Regions from separate parts of the Cyprinus carpio genome. Here region 2 is linked to region 1. Evidence: chromatin contacts called from public Hi-C data. All regions are on one chromosome and are shown on one strand. Each heading gives the region's core, a stretch centred on a gene start, on an enhancer-like site or on the middle of the called end of the contact. The rest is flanking DNA. Distances are from core to core; before and after follow the strand shown.

Evidence for each region. Hi-C and Micro-C count contacts between places; a contact is called where the count stands out from the background.
Region 2: a contact with region 1 is called in a Hi-C map of liver, with 2.9 times the contacts expected there. The contact joins the enhancer-like site here to the promoter of LOC109069418 in region 1. A contact is called at or near these places in 2 of 8 Hi-C or Micro-C datasets (liver and skeletal muscle).

The regions. Positions count from the first base shown.
Region 1 is chrB18:3,842,309-3,850,081 of ASM1834038v1, forward strand. It overlaps LOC109069418 (transmembrane gamma-carboxyglutamic acid protein 4-like), which reads right to left and starts at 4,206. Exons shown (of 7, transcript XM_042743599.1): 1 at 4,009-4,206; 2 at 3,604-3,713; 3 at 3,187-3,350; 4 at 2,881-2,908; 5 at 2,123-2,261; 6 at 1,816-2,001; 7 at 1-773. The coding sequence starts at 3,703. The coding sequence ends at 746.
Region 2 is chrB18:3,884,116-3,891,888 of ASM1834038v1, forward strand. wt1b (WT1 transcription factor b) reads left to right here. Exons shown (of 9, transcript XM_042743724.1): 3 at 415-505; 4 at 4,442-4,522; 5 at 5,705-5,810; 6 at 6,710-6,854; 7 at 7,333-7,422; 8 at 7,708-7,773. Among protein-coding and RNA genes, the nearest start is that of wt1b, 6.9 kb to the left of the region's middle. Within about 2 kb of position 5,081, at least 2 of the 8 cell types and tissues checked have an H3K27ac peak or open chromatin away from gene starts, as enhancers often do. A contact at or near this core is called in liver, where this site is marked.

The DNA of each region.
Region 1 (7,773 bases), core at 2,956-5,455:
TTTATTATAAAGTCTATTAATATCCCTATAATGATAACACTAGAGCCCAGCCATTATCATTTAAAATGCATCAAAGGGATGCTTCAGCCTCCAGAAACCTGTACAGTAGCAGCCGCTTGGCAAAGTGCCCTTTAAAGCTGTGTGTTCATGCCAGTAGAATGAACTGAAATCCCTCAATAAAACGAAAGCAACAGAATTAGTTATCTATATGCACAGCCTGACAGAAGTGCCGTGATGTCAGAGGAGGTTATCTTGTTTTTGGTGTGCTGATCACAGAATGGACACCAAATACTGATCCAGTAAATACACAGGTTCTACGTCACTCTCTACTAGATCGTTAAAATGGACTATAACATACTGAAAAGGGATAAAATGATTTGCCCTTCATAAAAGCCCACCATATTAAATAAAACATTATGATCTGTCTTTTATTGTAACAGTTATTAATATAAAACTGGTTTTCAATGGTTATAGTTTTAAAGAAAAACTATTACAAAGAATTGTAAGGTTTAGAATTAGATTTAAAGGTTATCTTTCTAGGTAGCTCTAACTGTCTACACTATCCAGAGATGTTCAGTGATTTTAATTCACTGTCTAATATGACTAAACGCTGCAATGCAGCTTTATATTAGTGGTTTATTCCAGTGTATTAAATCCAAACGCCTTTGGTTTAACACATTTTCAGTTCATAGAAAGAAAAAGTGGTTTAGTCCGTCCTGATTCAGTTTGGAAAACGATGATATGGTTATCGTCGGATGCTGCCTGGCCTGGAACTGTGGACAGATATAAGACGTGTGGAATTAGATGTGTAATCATTTTAACAAGAATGAAAAAAAAAAGATTGTTGCTTGTGTAAAATATATTTTAAAACAGGCAGCAACATTCATCAGTTTTCTGAAATTTTTACTCTCTCTCTCAGGCCTAGCTTTCCATCACTTGCTCACCAATGGATGCTCTGCAGTGAATGGGTGCCGTCAGAATGAGAGTCCAAACAGCTGATAAAAACATCACAATAATCCACACCACTCCAGTCTATCAATTACCATCTTAAGGAGTTTTAAACTTCAAAACATTGCTAAAATAAAAAATAATCTTTAGATAATGTTGCTTTGTTAGTGTTATATAGTTTATTTTTTGTTTCAAGGTGGAAATGTTGTCTGGTCTGGAACAGTTTAGAGTTATGAATAGTTCTAAACAAATATGTTGGTGGATTTTGATGCGAAAGAACAACAATGCATGGCCTTTAGCCACTAGAGGAACCGTCATTATAGATTACGGACTCATATTTTCGGCCGGAAGTGAAAGTTTGAAATTAAAATGCTTTAATGATGGATTTGTTTCTTACAGACACACAGCTTTTCACTTCACAAGACGTTAATTGATAGACTGGAGTGGTGTGGATTATTGTGATGTTTTTATCAGCTGTTTGGACTCTCATTCTGACGGCACCCATTCACTGCAGAGCATCCATCGGTGAGCAAGTGATGGAAAGCTACACTTCTCCAAATCTGATGAAGAAACAAACTCCTCTGTTTAGTATATGTAAAGTTGCATTTCCTTGCCTTGCCTTGTTTAATTTTTTGGTGAATTATTCTTTTCATTTAGCATTTAGAAACAGACAATGATTAACACTCTGCTCTCAAGCGAAACAATTAACCGTGAATTGCTGCCTGTTTTGGCAATTAACATACATACTTAAATTGTTTTTTTTATTTTGAAGAAACGTCAAATGGTTGGTAATAAGCAACTAAATGACATAATAAAATGAAACAGATTACATAAGGGAATAGAATAAATGAAAAGGTGTGTTGGTACCCAGGATACGGTGGCGGTGGGACATCATGTGGTCCATTGATGGCGATGGCCTGTTCATAAGAAGGTAAACCAGGAGCATCTGGGCTTGCATCTGAGCCTGTGTGAGGAATAGGATGCAGAGAGACCTCCTCCAGTCTCCGGATGATCACCGAGGCATTGCTTCGGTTGGATCGACGTCTAAATGAACTAAATTTAAAAGGCAAAACACTGCAATCAGTCTCTCCAGTCCCTACAGTAAATGAAAACTCAGTTCTCATAATTCCCAACATAGAGAATGTGCTTCACACTTGTTATCGTGAAGCCTTACCTTCGGAAGCCATGGTCTTTATGCCTCCCCTGGCACAAGTACCAGATGAGGAGGCCAACTATAACAATAAAGACTCCAGCGGAGATGATGCCCACCAGCAATGCTGTCACATCAACTTTTGATTGGGATTCATCCTTATCTATGAATACAGGAGGAAATAGTTATCATAAATCTAATAATAAAGTCCATTTAAAATACAGTTTTTATTTAATGACTATTGTTATTTATATATATGACAGTGCTTTGTGCATAAATTCTTTGAAATAATAGAAGTTAGTACATACACTACTGGTAAAAAGGATCACGTGACACTGAAGACTGGAGTAATGGTGCAAAAAAATTAGCTTTGCATCACATGAATAAGTTACATTTCAAAATATACAGTCATTTTAAATAACATTTCACAATATAACTGTTCTTACTGTATTTTTGATTAAATAAATGCAATCTTGGTGAGCTTAAGAGTCTTAAAAGTCCAAAAACATTCAAATAATCTTAATAATTCCAAACATTTTACTGATAGTGTACATGTAAAGGATTACACACAAACGGAAAGCAAAAAACACAGATTTTTTTTTTTTTTCAGACACACACGACGACACAATGAAGAAATGGTTTAAAATGAAACTTTAGTGAACTGGGAATATTAAAATAATATGCAAAGAACTCTGGATGAACGGGTTTCTTTTAGTAGATAAACATTTGAAGAGTCGAGTGTTTTTTCTAATCATTCAGGTGTATGCATGACAAAAACTCACCCTTTGTATATTTCCTCCAAAAGTCATTCTGTCAAACCAAAAATTAAATGCGAATTAAATTCATGTCCAGTATGAAATAAACAAATGGGTGTTAATATCAAAAAGCACTGATAATCAGATGTTGGGAGTGAAAGGAGTGTGTCGCTGGTGTCACTTTTTAATCATCATCCTCACTTGTACTGTTATCTGCCCAAATCCAACCCATGGGCAAGTACACATGACAATGTCGTTTAACTAGGAGTGGTTGTCACAGCCTGTGTAATGAATAAAATTCATTAGTCAACAATAATAACTGGATTACTCAACTGTATCAGGGATATTCTCAAAGACTTCCCGAGCCTCCTCGTAACTGCATATCTCCTCGTTACACTCCCGCTCTAGATTCCCCGGGGTGAAGACCTCGAAGTCGAAGCGGTTGAACAGCAGGCGACGTCCTAAAAATGTGTTGGCCTCCTGGTCCACAACAAACACTACACAGCACCAATAAATACGTCAAATGTGACTGAAAATACAGTGTCATGCAATAATCAGACATAATGTTACATATACTTAAACTTTGATAGAGATGTAAAGTTCATCTGCATACATAAGCATAAAAATACATACACTAAGTCACTTATCATATCTTATCCTATCTTAGATCATGCTAGGATTTTAACAGGAGTATGTGCATTCGTTATTGTGTTTAAAAACAAAATGTAAATGTTTGAAAGCATTGCCCACCTTCACTGTCTTGATCTGCTGGTGTTTGCAGGGTTTTTCTCACACATGCACAGTGTCCACATAAAGTGAAATGACACAGCAGGAGGACAAATATAAGCATTTCTAGTCAACTGTGGGAGAAAAGGACAAAAATCTGCTCAACCACAAGGAAAACAAGACTGAATTCCACTGAAATACGCAATAAGAAGAGAAGAAAAAAAAAAAAAAAAAAAAAAAAAAAAAACCTTGGTTACTACAATTTTACTTTAATAAAAGCATCATGTTTAATTCTCGTAATGGAAACACACACACCCATGTTGTGCTATTCCAGAAGTTGAGATTCCAATTCGATTTTAATATGAAAAAGTCTTCAGCTTTAAAGGTCGAAACCGAAAGAATGTGAAGGAAGCTTATCAAAGTACTCACCTTTCGGTGTTAGTTTATATTTCCAGAGAATAGGGTTAGCGTTCGACTTTAATTAATTTCCACAGAGCACCTGAAGACGTTCATGTTTTGGACGAAAAGTCATTTGTTGCGTTCCAGGAAATTAACGTTACAGTTTCCGTTTACAACACACACACACACACACACACACACACACACACACACACACACACACACACACACACACACACACACACACACACACACACACACACACACACACACACACACACACACACACACACACGGCTGAACTGGGAAACACCTGCTCAGACTTGAATAATCGATCGCTGCAAATCCCGATTTCACCGAAACCTACTATGACGAAGGATTAGCTCATGAATATTTATTACGTTATATGACGTTTGCGTAGAACGACTACTTGGTTCGCCGAAAGGCCGACGTTGTGAGCGAATTCTCAAAATTTTCAAATTTATGTAACTGAAAAAAAAAAAAAAAAAAAAAAAAAAGCCTTCGTCATAGTAGGATTCTTAATTTATTCCCACTCGAAACTGCATGGGTGCTTTCACATACTCTACTAATGGGGTTTATTTTAACATTTTGCATCTATCCTGTCAGTGCTAAACAAGCTTACATTCATGACGTTTGTCATTTTTGACAGTTTTGATTGTAATTTTGATTTTAACTTTAGTAAATATGTTTTCTCCACTGTGAAGACATTATTAGCCTAGATTTTATGAAAACAAAAGAGACAAGGCTCTTAGACACGTTAACCTTTTAGTTTGTTTACCAAATTTCTTATTCGCAATTAAGGAACAATAAAATTATATATACGAAAAATTCGAAAAAGGGATAGTTTACCCAAAAATAAACATTAATCTGCCTCAAGTTGTTCTTCTGTTGAAATTTTATTTTTAAGAGTATGATTAAGTGAACAGCTGATGGACCCCACTGGCTTCCACAGTGTGGAAAAAGGATACAAATGAAGTTAACAGGGACCATCAAATCTTTGGTTACACACATTTGTCGAAATATATTCTTTTGTGTTCTGCAGAAGAAAGACATTCATACAGGATTGGAATAGCTTGAGGCTGAGTAAATGATGTCAGAGTTTCCTTTTTATTGTTTTATTGTTTCTTATTTATCCAGCCACAGGTGGATGTTACTTTCATGAACCACTAGATGGCAATGAAAACTTTCTGTCCACAGTTCTTGTGTTTAAAAGCTTTGAGCAAATGTTTAATTTAATTTTCAGAATCGTGTGAATCAAAACATTCTATAAAATTAAATGTAAATAGTAACACAAAATATTAAACTATTTTTTTTTAATGAGAAACAATTAATTCATTAATTATTTCCTGAAAATAACTTTTTACCTTTATTTCATAGTATATAGTTTACTCGTTATTTTAATATCACTGAGATACTATTATAGGTTTATATATATATATATATATATATATATAAATCACTATATATATATATATATATATATATATATATATATATATATATATATATATATATATATAAGGATTGTTTTTATTTTTATATTTTTGGTTTTCATTTTAATTTTAGTTGACGTCTTACTAATTTTGTTGTGTGTTTCTCTCAGTTTGAGTCATTTTTTGTCATTTTAGTTTAGTTATGTTATTATTTTTCAACTGGCTCAGTTAAATAAATAAATAAATATGTATGTATGCATTTATTTATTTACAACCAACACCAGTAGAGAACACCACTAATAGAAAAATAAAAAACTTATGTATACTGAGAAAATTGACAATTTCCAATCTTCAGACTTAAGCTGACATCTAAAATCTAGATTGTAAACTGGAGACTAAAGCACTGTCTCTGACCCTTGAGGAGTGCAGGATATAATTACAGACTGCATGTTTGTAATTAACCTCAGTTATTTCTGGTCCAAACAACTCCCAAGAGCATTGTTAAATGTACAGAAGCACGTCTTGAACTATATAAAAAACATTTACCAGGACCGTATGTATGTTCATGTCATCTATGAAACATCAGCAAGGCTCTCAATGAATTACCATGCAGCTGAAAAGATGACTTCATGCTCCATGGAGACCGCAAAAAACAAATACATTTGTATAAATATCTTGAACATATCAAGCAGCACAGACAAACCTCATCACTTTATAACCTGATTGCCTCATAGCTATGCTTTCTGGGGAAAGCAACTCCTCCTCTGCCTCACCCAGATGATCTTCAGCCAGGAAAAGTCCCCAGTTTAACAGCAGTGATGTATTTGTGCTCCTCCTGGAGACTGGTGCTAATTGAACAGTAATAGGCTGCACTATTTCAGCAGGGGTCTGGACACTGTTGCCGCAGCATACTATGGCAAGCTGTTTTAACATTTAATGCAAAACCTACTAGTATCTATTTTAATGCTACTAGTATTAATGTATGTGTGCATTTATTTATTTGTAATTATTATTATTGATCTTTTTTTTAGCTAACCAGTATATATTCCATCAAGTACTAGTAGGCTTCTTAGCTGCTAGTGTGTATTCTTTAGCTAATAGTACTGATTTATTAGATACTAGTTCATATTTATTAGATACAGTGTATATGTGTATTGAAGAAGTGTATTGAAATATAGTGACTACTGTTATTCCACTGTTACTAGTAACACATTTCAAATGTTTACCATTGAATTCTGTGGGTATCTGTCATTCAGATATCAACTATTCAGTATTCATTAGATAATAGAACTTATTGAATAAAAACTATTACTTTTCAGTAGATACTAGTAAATCCAATTTATTCATTAGGTACTAGTAGGCTACTTATTTATTAGACACTACTATCTTTTTTTATTCTGAAAGGTGTCATATGATGCTACATGCACTTTTGCAAATTGTTTGAACTGAAAACGTGTGTTGGCAGTGTGTGTACACAACCACCCTAAAATGATTTAAAAAAAAAATTAATCTGCTCAAATCTTTACGCCTTTCTCAAATCAAGCTGATCTTAGATGCCTGTCTTTGTGACATCACAAAGACAGGCCCCTCCCATTATTGTTTAATTGACAGTAGCATTTCAGCATAGTCTGGAATGGTGTCTTACCTTACACCCGCCCTGAGTGACTGTCATCAGTCCACCATTTTTCACCGCCGGAGCAGATGTAGACAAGAATGACTCCTAAGAGATTGAGGTGTTTTGTTGTCGGATGTAATAATGAACATAGCAGTCGTCATTTACTCCCGACATCTGAGCCGTTGAAGATGCAGTGGATTACGTTTGTTTTTGAAGGGAATGCGCCCCCGATCTACATAAATGCATCTACGTTTGCGCGAATCATTCATGATCCAGCAAGTGAGTGTAAGGTTTTTTTTAATGAAGCTTTGCAAATCGCCTTTCCTAATAATGTGCTCATTAGCAAGTTTCATGATGAACGCGGCTAAAGTAAACAGTACCTCAGAGAGCAGCATGGAAGAGCGGGGCGGGGTCAGCAGAGCCCATTAACATTTAAAGGAAAATTCTTCAAAACTGTGTGCTCTCAAAAGAGCTGTTTTTGACAGGGTAAAAAAGGTGTTTTTTGCACTACCATTGAAACATTTTAACCAAACTATGTTACAGACTTTTCATTAAGACCCTAAAAAATAATATCAACTTGTGGAAAATGGGCATCCTATGACCCCTTTAGCAAATCTTATACTAACTACTTTTTAATAAATACTATCTATTTAATAAATAAGTATCTATTTAATATAAATATATTTAATAAACCATTTTTTTATATTAGAATTATGAAAAAGTGGT
Region 2 (7,773 bases), core at 3,831-6,330, 43 kb after region 1:
CATAACACTGTATGCAACCGTTTCTAAGTTCATTAAGCATAAATTATGCTGGCATAAATTACCGCCACTCATTTTTTCGGGCAGCTGAGAGGAGGAAGCAGAATTGTGGATGTGCAGAAGAATGTTTAGTGCTGCCAAGGGACTGATTCCCTGCCTATTGCCCTAAGAAATGAACAGAGTGCTCTCAGAAACTCTGCTGACTGCTTTATGGTCTCAGGGAGCCCTGCGCTGTTTGGATAACCGCAGTAAAGATGAGGCCACACTCTCTGTTAGCTCTGCTGTAAAACGCTTTGTTTCACTTGTAAACAGGAAAACTGAAGTATGAGGTCTTTGAAGAGGACTTTCTTTCAGATATTGCTTATATATATGCTTTTTGAGTGTTGTAATTTGCGCTTTGATTTTGTGAATATGCAGGTGAGCAGCAGTACTCCGTCCCACCGCCTGTCTACGGGTGCCACAGTCCTCCTGACAGTCAGACCATGCTTTTGAGAAATAGCTTCAACAGGTACCTTCTTTACCGTTGATTATTAGTGTAATAAGAGATGTAATTAAGCATTACATGATTTCCTAATTATGAGTTTTGAAACTTTACTTGAGTAAATATCGAGTTAATTGTTGAGTTGAATCCCAAGGTGTGATTCATCGTGCATGAAATAATAACAATAAAAGTGCAATAAATTGCATCATAGAGGAAGCAGCCACGAATTACAAAAAGTTACAAAAATACGCCAAATTGTTTATGCAACTGTTGAAAGAAAGCGATATTCCTAGATGTTATCTAACAACAGCATCTGAGGCGGGTCACAGAAAATTTCTGCTTGTCCCTCAGTCTGCAAAAACACGCAGAAATCTCAAAGGTATTCTGGAGGGTTCGAAAGCGGAGATATTAGGCTGTATATTGTCTAAATCTGTGATTCTCAAAAAACTTCCAAGGAGTTGCTCAAGATGACTTTAAATGGGTCATGGAATGCACATTCAGATCTATTATGTTTCTAGAGGTTTCATTTTCACTCTCTGCCATGAACACACATTTCAAGGGGTGTTGCATCTTTCAGAGAGGCAAGTGAACTTGCAATATGTTTTTATTGTAGAGTAACCTCTAAATATTATATCTCCTTTAATATAGTCTTTTATGTTTTAAATATTAGAGATGCATGGCCATGTTATATAAACATGTTATACATTTTTGTAGTTATGCCAAGCTCTAAAATATTTTATAGAGTATAATTAGTGGGTAAAAAAATGGAAAGGTTATGAGCCTTCGAATATTGTTGTGGACAATGACGGTAAAAAATGAAGAGCAATGATGTAAATTATTATTTTAGTGTTGGCGCTACTGATCTAGGAGGATATACTTCTGGTTTCTCATTTCATATAAAACTTAAAGGGTTAGTTCAACCAAAAATGAAAATTATGTCATTAATGACTCACCCTCATGTCGTTCCAAACCCGTAAGACCTCCGTTCATCTTCAGAACACAGTTTAAGATATTTTAGATTTAGTCCGAGAGCTTGCTGACCCTACAATGAAAATGTATGTACGGTATACTGTCCACGTCCAGAAAGGTAATAAAAACATCTTCAAAGTAGTCCATGTGACATCACAGGGGCCGTTAGAATTTGTTGAAGCATCGACTATACATTTAACTCCAAAAATAACCAAAATTATGACTTTATTCAGCATTTTCTTCTCTTCCGGATCTGTTGTGAGCGCGTTCACAACACTGCTGAAGTGTTATCTTTTCAGTATGAACAGACCTGAGATGAGCAAGACTTTAGACACTTTAGAATACTGTTTCTTGTTTTGTGAACGCACTCACAACAGACCCGGAAGAGAACAAAATGCTGAATAAAGTCATAATTTTGTTATTTTTTGGAGCAAAATGTATATTCGATGCTTCAACAAATTCTAACGGAATTTTCATTTTGGGGTGAACTAACGCTTTAAATGTTGTACTGTGTTTGCATATATATTACTGGATATATATTACCAATACACAATGTTCACATCTTCATGCCTTAAGCCCTATACATTTGATCTACTATCGGTAACATCATTTGCTATCATTTACATCACTTACTTTTCACGCTCTGAAACCCTTCACCTCCCCCAGCTCCACCTTTCTAGATCTGCTATGCTCTTTATGAGTGCCAATTCATGAAGCAAGCATTTACATATTTACTTTTCATGCTCTAAACCCTCCACGTCCCACAGCTCCACCTGTCTAGATCTGCTATGGAGTGTTTATTCCTGCAGCAGCAGCAGCAGCAGCATATCTTACATTCTCACAGTCGGTCTAATTATTGGCAGTAAAAAGTCCATATTGGCTCATCAGCAGCATGGCAGATCTAGTCTCCCAAAGCCAATGCCATTAACATGCTAAAACTATACAGATAGTTGTTGATATTTGGTTGAAATAATTGTAAAATTGTTACACAGCGTGTATTTTGTAATGCTTATTCCAATGCAATGCTTTGGCCCATAGATCTCTAAATACTGTTATTACCGTTTCTTTTCTGTGTAATTAACAACACGTCATATATGCTGCTGATAGAGATGAACTTGAATTGAACTTGGGACGTTTTTTTAAAAAGGCGCATTAATTAATGTAAGAAGTAAAATATGTATATTGCTGATTTGTGATTTGGCCGTGGCACAGCCCCCTCTGGTTTCTGAGTGACTGAACTGAACGTCAGTGAGGCCCAGTCTGGATGGCTCAGATAAATCCTGAGTAAGTCTGCAGTGAGTCTTGCTGCCTGCACAAAGGTTAAGAACTGCACAGCAGCTCTCAGCAGGCCAAAATACACTCACAGTGATCTACTGCCCTTTTCCTCCAAATTCCTCTTCCCATCTCTGCCTGGCCCTCCCCAGAGACACGAGAGGACAGAGAGAAAGAGTTATGTATTCAAAAGATGAACTTTATTGTGAGAAGAGGAAAGCAGAATATCATTATATAACATTTTACACTACCATTCAAAACTGCCGTTTTCAAAAGTTTTTGAAATAGTATTATCATTTAAAATAAATATTTTAATTGGAATATATTTTCAAATGTAATTTATTCCTGTGATGCAAAGCTGAATTTTCAGCATCATTACTTCAGTCTTCAGTGTCACATGATCCTTCACAAATCATTCTGATTAGTATCAGTGTTGAAAACAGTTGTAATGCTTAATATTTTTGTGAAAATGATTATATATATTTTGTGGAAACAATGATATATAAGGTAAGAAGAACAGCATTTTTTGAAAAAAAATTTTGTTACACTGAATAATTTTACTGTCACTTTAGATCAATTTAATTCATCTTTGCTTAATGAAAGTATCAATTAATAGGATAAAAGATTCCTTAAAAGAAAGGTGAAGAAGAAGAAGCAGCAGTTAAAGAGAACTGTAGCTTTTCATCAGTCCCAAAGGAATTAGTGTGCATTCTTCAAATACTTCTCTCATGTTGTTTAGAGAAAAGCAGATCACAGAACCCGAAATAAGGCATCCAGTTTTGATAAGACGTGATTGCAACATCCCCACTATTGCCCTTGCTGTCTGGAGTACAGCAGTGCTTTTGGAAACTCGCTTGCATCAGCCTGGTCCTGTTGCAGTGTGTTCCGGTGACCTCACAGACCTCCTTTTCTTGCCAATAAAGTTAGATTAGAGGGGAGCGAAAAGGGAAATTCCACCTTATTTTTACCAGTGTTTGGCATAGAAACGGTCTCTTGCATTTTGAAACACTTTATTTATTGGAAAGCAATGTGGCAACACCACCACCAACTACTTTATTTTCTGATAATTATATTATATTACATTATATTATTATTCAACTATAAATAATTAACTAAATGGTTGCAACCACAACAACTATTATTAAATCATCATTATTATCGTTAATAATAAATAATAGTGTATTTTGATACATTTTGTACCTCTAAGAATCTGGCTGACCTTCAAAATCTGCTACTTCAGCCCACAGAAAAGGGACAGACAGCGTATGAGTCAAGATCATTTCCCCAAATCCTCCCCACAATACCCAGAAATCTCTGTGACATCACACTATTACATGACTGTGCCAGGCACTCATCTCGCCAGCCAGGACCACGTGAGAGCTAGCTGAGACGCAACACTTCACAACATGTGGTGAAACGCAGCAATGTGTGTTTCCACTGTGCCAAACAAGCCTCCAGTTTTGCTGCTTCCTTAGAAAACAGTTATGAATCAGCGGTGATGATTAGAAAGAGACACCAGCACAACACATTGCTGACAAATCTGCACTTCTAATCAGCATAGGAACCAGAAAAATAACATGGAATGAAAAAAAACATTGATTTACAAATCAAAATTCCTATTTTTGGTGTGCCTCCTTCCTTTTAAAAGTGTTGTGTTTCTTGAGAAGCTGAGCCATGAAAGTGACGTCACATGACTGTGATTGATCTCTTCTGTCCTGGCAGTGATAATCTCTACCAAATGACGTCTCAGTTGGAACGTGTTACCTGGAATCCCGTCAGCTCGCTGACACCCAGCATAAAGAGGTACAGACGTTCTCATATCAGCACCTGTGCTTAAAAAATAACCTCAAATTATTTGAATTCCTTTCCTTTCCTTTCCTTTCCTTTCCTTTCCTTTCCTTTCCTTTCCTTTCCTTTCCTTTCCTTTCCTTTCCTTTCCTTTCCTTTCCTTTCCTTTCCTTTCCATCCCCTCCTTTACAAAACTTTCCTTTCTTTAAGAAGGACAGAAAGACCCCCCTTATTATTTTTACACCCCCCCTCACCTCTCTTCCCATTTTCTTCTTGTCTTCTCAGCCGTCGTCTGCCCTATTTTAATTAGTGTCTGTTTTGAAGGAAGGCCTCACTGTCCTCTGATGTGACAGCACTTTGAAACAAAAGTACAGACTGAAGTAGGAGCATGAATCATGCTGCGCTGACAGCAGAGGAGATAGGAATGGATCCTGCTCAGTCAACCAGTCCAACCCAGATAGAGTGTCTGACCTTGGATGTGTTGAAGGGGCAGTTCAGGGCAGCATGTTTTTGTGTGTGAGAGAGAGACAGAGAGATGTTGAAATAAAGAGATGTAGAGTAGCTGAAGGGCAGAGGGGAAGTCCCAAAGCATTTTGGGAATTTAGTGATTGAGTGAATATGTGCTTGTCTATAGACAGATGAGTAGGTGACTGGGACACTGGACAGAATATTTATGCCGGCTGTCCAGATAAAAGATTTGGTATCCCCCTTCCTCACCCCAATGACATGACAACAGGGTGTTTATCTGCTGAAGGGATGAATGGTTGGGCTGTGGGAGGACTGGACCAGCAATGGCTGAAAATTGTGTAGTTTGAGGTGTGAAGTGAGTCAGAAAAGAAAAAGCTTTATAGGTCTTCAGCTCTTCATCCGTTACTGCCCACACTACAAATCCCCCTCCAGACTCATCTTTTACTTTACTATCATTAATGACAGTTGAGGCTGTTTTACACAGTTATTTTTAGATATAACAACATCCTTTTGTTAATAAGGAGGAAAAGCTGATTCATATATAGCAGAGCTATTAAGACATGTTCAAATCTGCCTTTTCTGAGAATCTTTTATAGGTTATAGAGTCATATTTACATCGCACTAGATAATATGTCAGCTCTGTTTGAGAAGTCTCTCTGTTCTCTGTGAGCGGTTTTGTTTTATGAATAACTGCAGTTATGTGTAACTACTCTCTGTCTTTGTGTCCAGTCACAGCGGTGGTTATGAGGCCGAAGCGTCTGCAGGAGCTCCGCTGTTGTACAACTGCAGCACTCAGTATCACATACACACACATGGTGTGTTCAGAGGAGTACAGGTGGGTGATTGCAAAAACACACACTCAAACACAGAGACAAACTCATATCCATTTTACTTGTGCACACATTAAGTGCGTTGTAATTAAAGGGATAGCTCACCCAAAAATGAAAAATCTGTCATTAATAACTCATCCTCATGTCCATAAGACCTTCGTTCATCTTCAGAACACAAATGAAGATATTTTTGATGAAATCTGAGAGCTTTCTGACCAATGAATATAATAATTTCCATATATAATAAATTAAAAGTGCCTCAGACGAAACACAAAAAAGCGGTCATTGCTTTCAGAGGTGGATGCTGCCTAAGACAATTATACAGAAATACTTTGATGACAGACTTTGCTCAGGTTATTAAGAATAACCATAACAACATTTCAAGTCACTTGACTTTTTTGATGGACATGGAGGAACTTTTTTGCAAGATCCATTTCCATCTCCCTTTATTCGCATGAACCCTTTTCACACTTAAAAACCACCTCGAGTGAGCATAAAAACTTTTTTTGTGAATTAAAAGGATTTTTTTTCATCACTGTTTTCTTATGTGATATTTCAAAATGTGCATAAAAATACGGTGATGAAAACATGGCTACTGCTTCAGTCTGTAGTGTTTGTATGGCCTGAATCAAGATCCATCAGAGCTTGAGAAAACTGATACTGTCCAGAGAATAGTGTGCATGTATGCATGTTTATAACTTTAGTTTAAAGCTTTCCTCTAAAGGCTTTTAAAAGCTAAATTGATATTTAACAGGCCACAAGATAAGAGGCTTTGTTCAGATGCAGAACTCATCCAGGGTTTGGTAATGCAGCAGTTAAAGCAAACAAAGGCTCAGAAGTGCAGAAGAATTGGCAAACAGAGTTTGTTGATTGCCAATTATTCTGTTTTTATTTTTTTCTCCAGGATGTGCGGAGAGTACCAGGCATCGCTCCCTCCACTAAATCATCAGAGAGCAGTGAGAAACGGCCTTTCATGTGTTCTTACCCCGGCTGTAGTAAGAGATACTTCAAACTGTCCCACCTGCAGATGCACGGCAGGAAACACACAGGTGAGACAGACGCCACCATATGTGGACGATACAAAAAAAAAAAAAAAGTTTTGATTACAATTACAGTAAAACAATAATGGATCAATAAGGGATCTGTGTAAGAGGCTGTTGGAATCTTCCAGTCTTTTTAAATTTCTTTTGAAAACACTTGTGTTTAATACCAGTTTACCTCTGGAGTATATCTATATTTTGGAAATAATGTTACCATAGCAAATTCTTTGTAAGGGCATCCTCTCAGTTGCTCAAGAATCACCAGAATTACTAAGAAACATCTGGAGTGAGTAATTTGTGACCTCATGGCATGTACAGTTTTACAGATAAATCGATGATTTATGACACTCAGAGCATAACAACAAAATAACTGCTCAATTCAAACGGCGCCCCCTTGTGGAAGCTTCATGTTAATGGCAGAGACTACAGTCATGTTCACACATCCGTCCTCTAACATATATAGTGATTGATTTTCTGTCACACACAGGTGAGAAGCCCTACCAATGTGACTACACAGGCTGCGGCCGCAGGTTTTCCAGATCTGACCAACTCAAGAGACACCAGCGCAGACACACAGGTTAGACATATCTCTACTCTTCAAAACACTCCAGGACAGAAATATAGCAGTTATGTGGCTCTGAGGTCATTCATATACACTCATAACAGTAAAGGTTCTTTATTGGCATCGATGGTTCCATAAAGAACCTTTAAAATCCCTGGAACCTTTTGGCTTTCTCTTCTGGAAAAACAAACCAATTGTCCAATCAAATACTATTGAATGAGATTTCCCCATCCACCAATTCCAGCTGTCGTGAATCCATCTCTTGTATAAAGTATGCTGTCTCCTGCTTTGCTCCTATAGGCGTCAAACCCTTTCAGTGTGAGACATGTCAAAGAAAGTTTTCACGCTCAGACCATCTTAAGACCC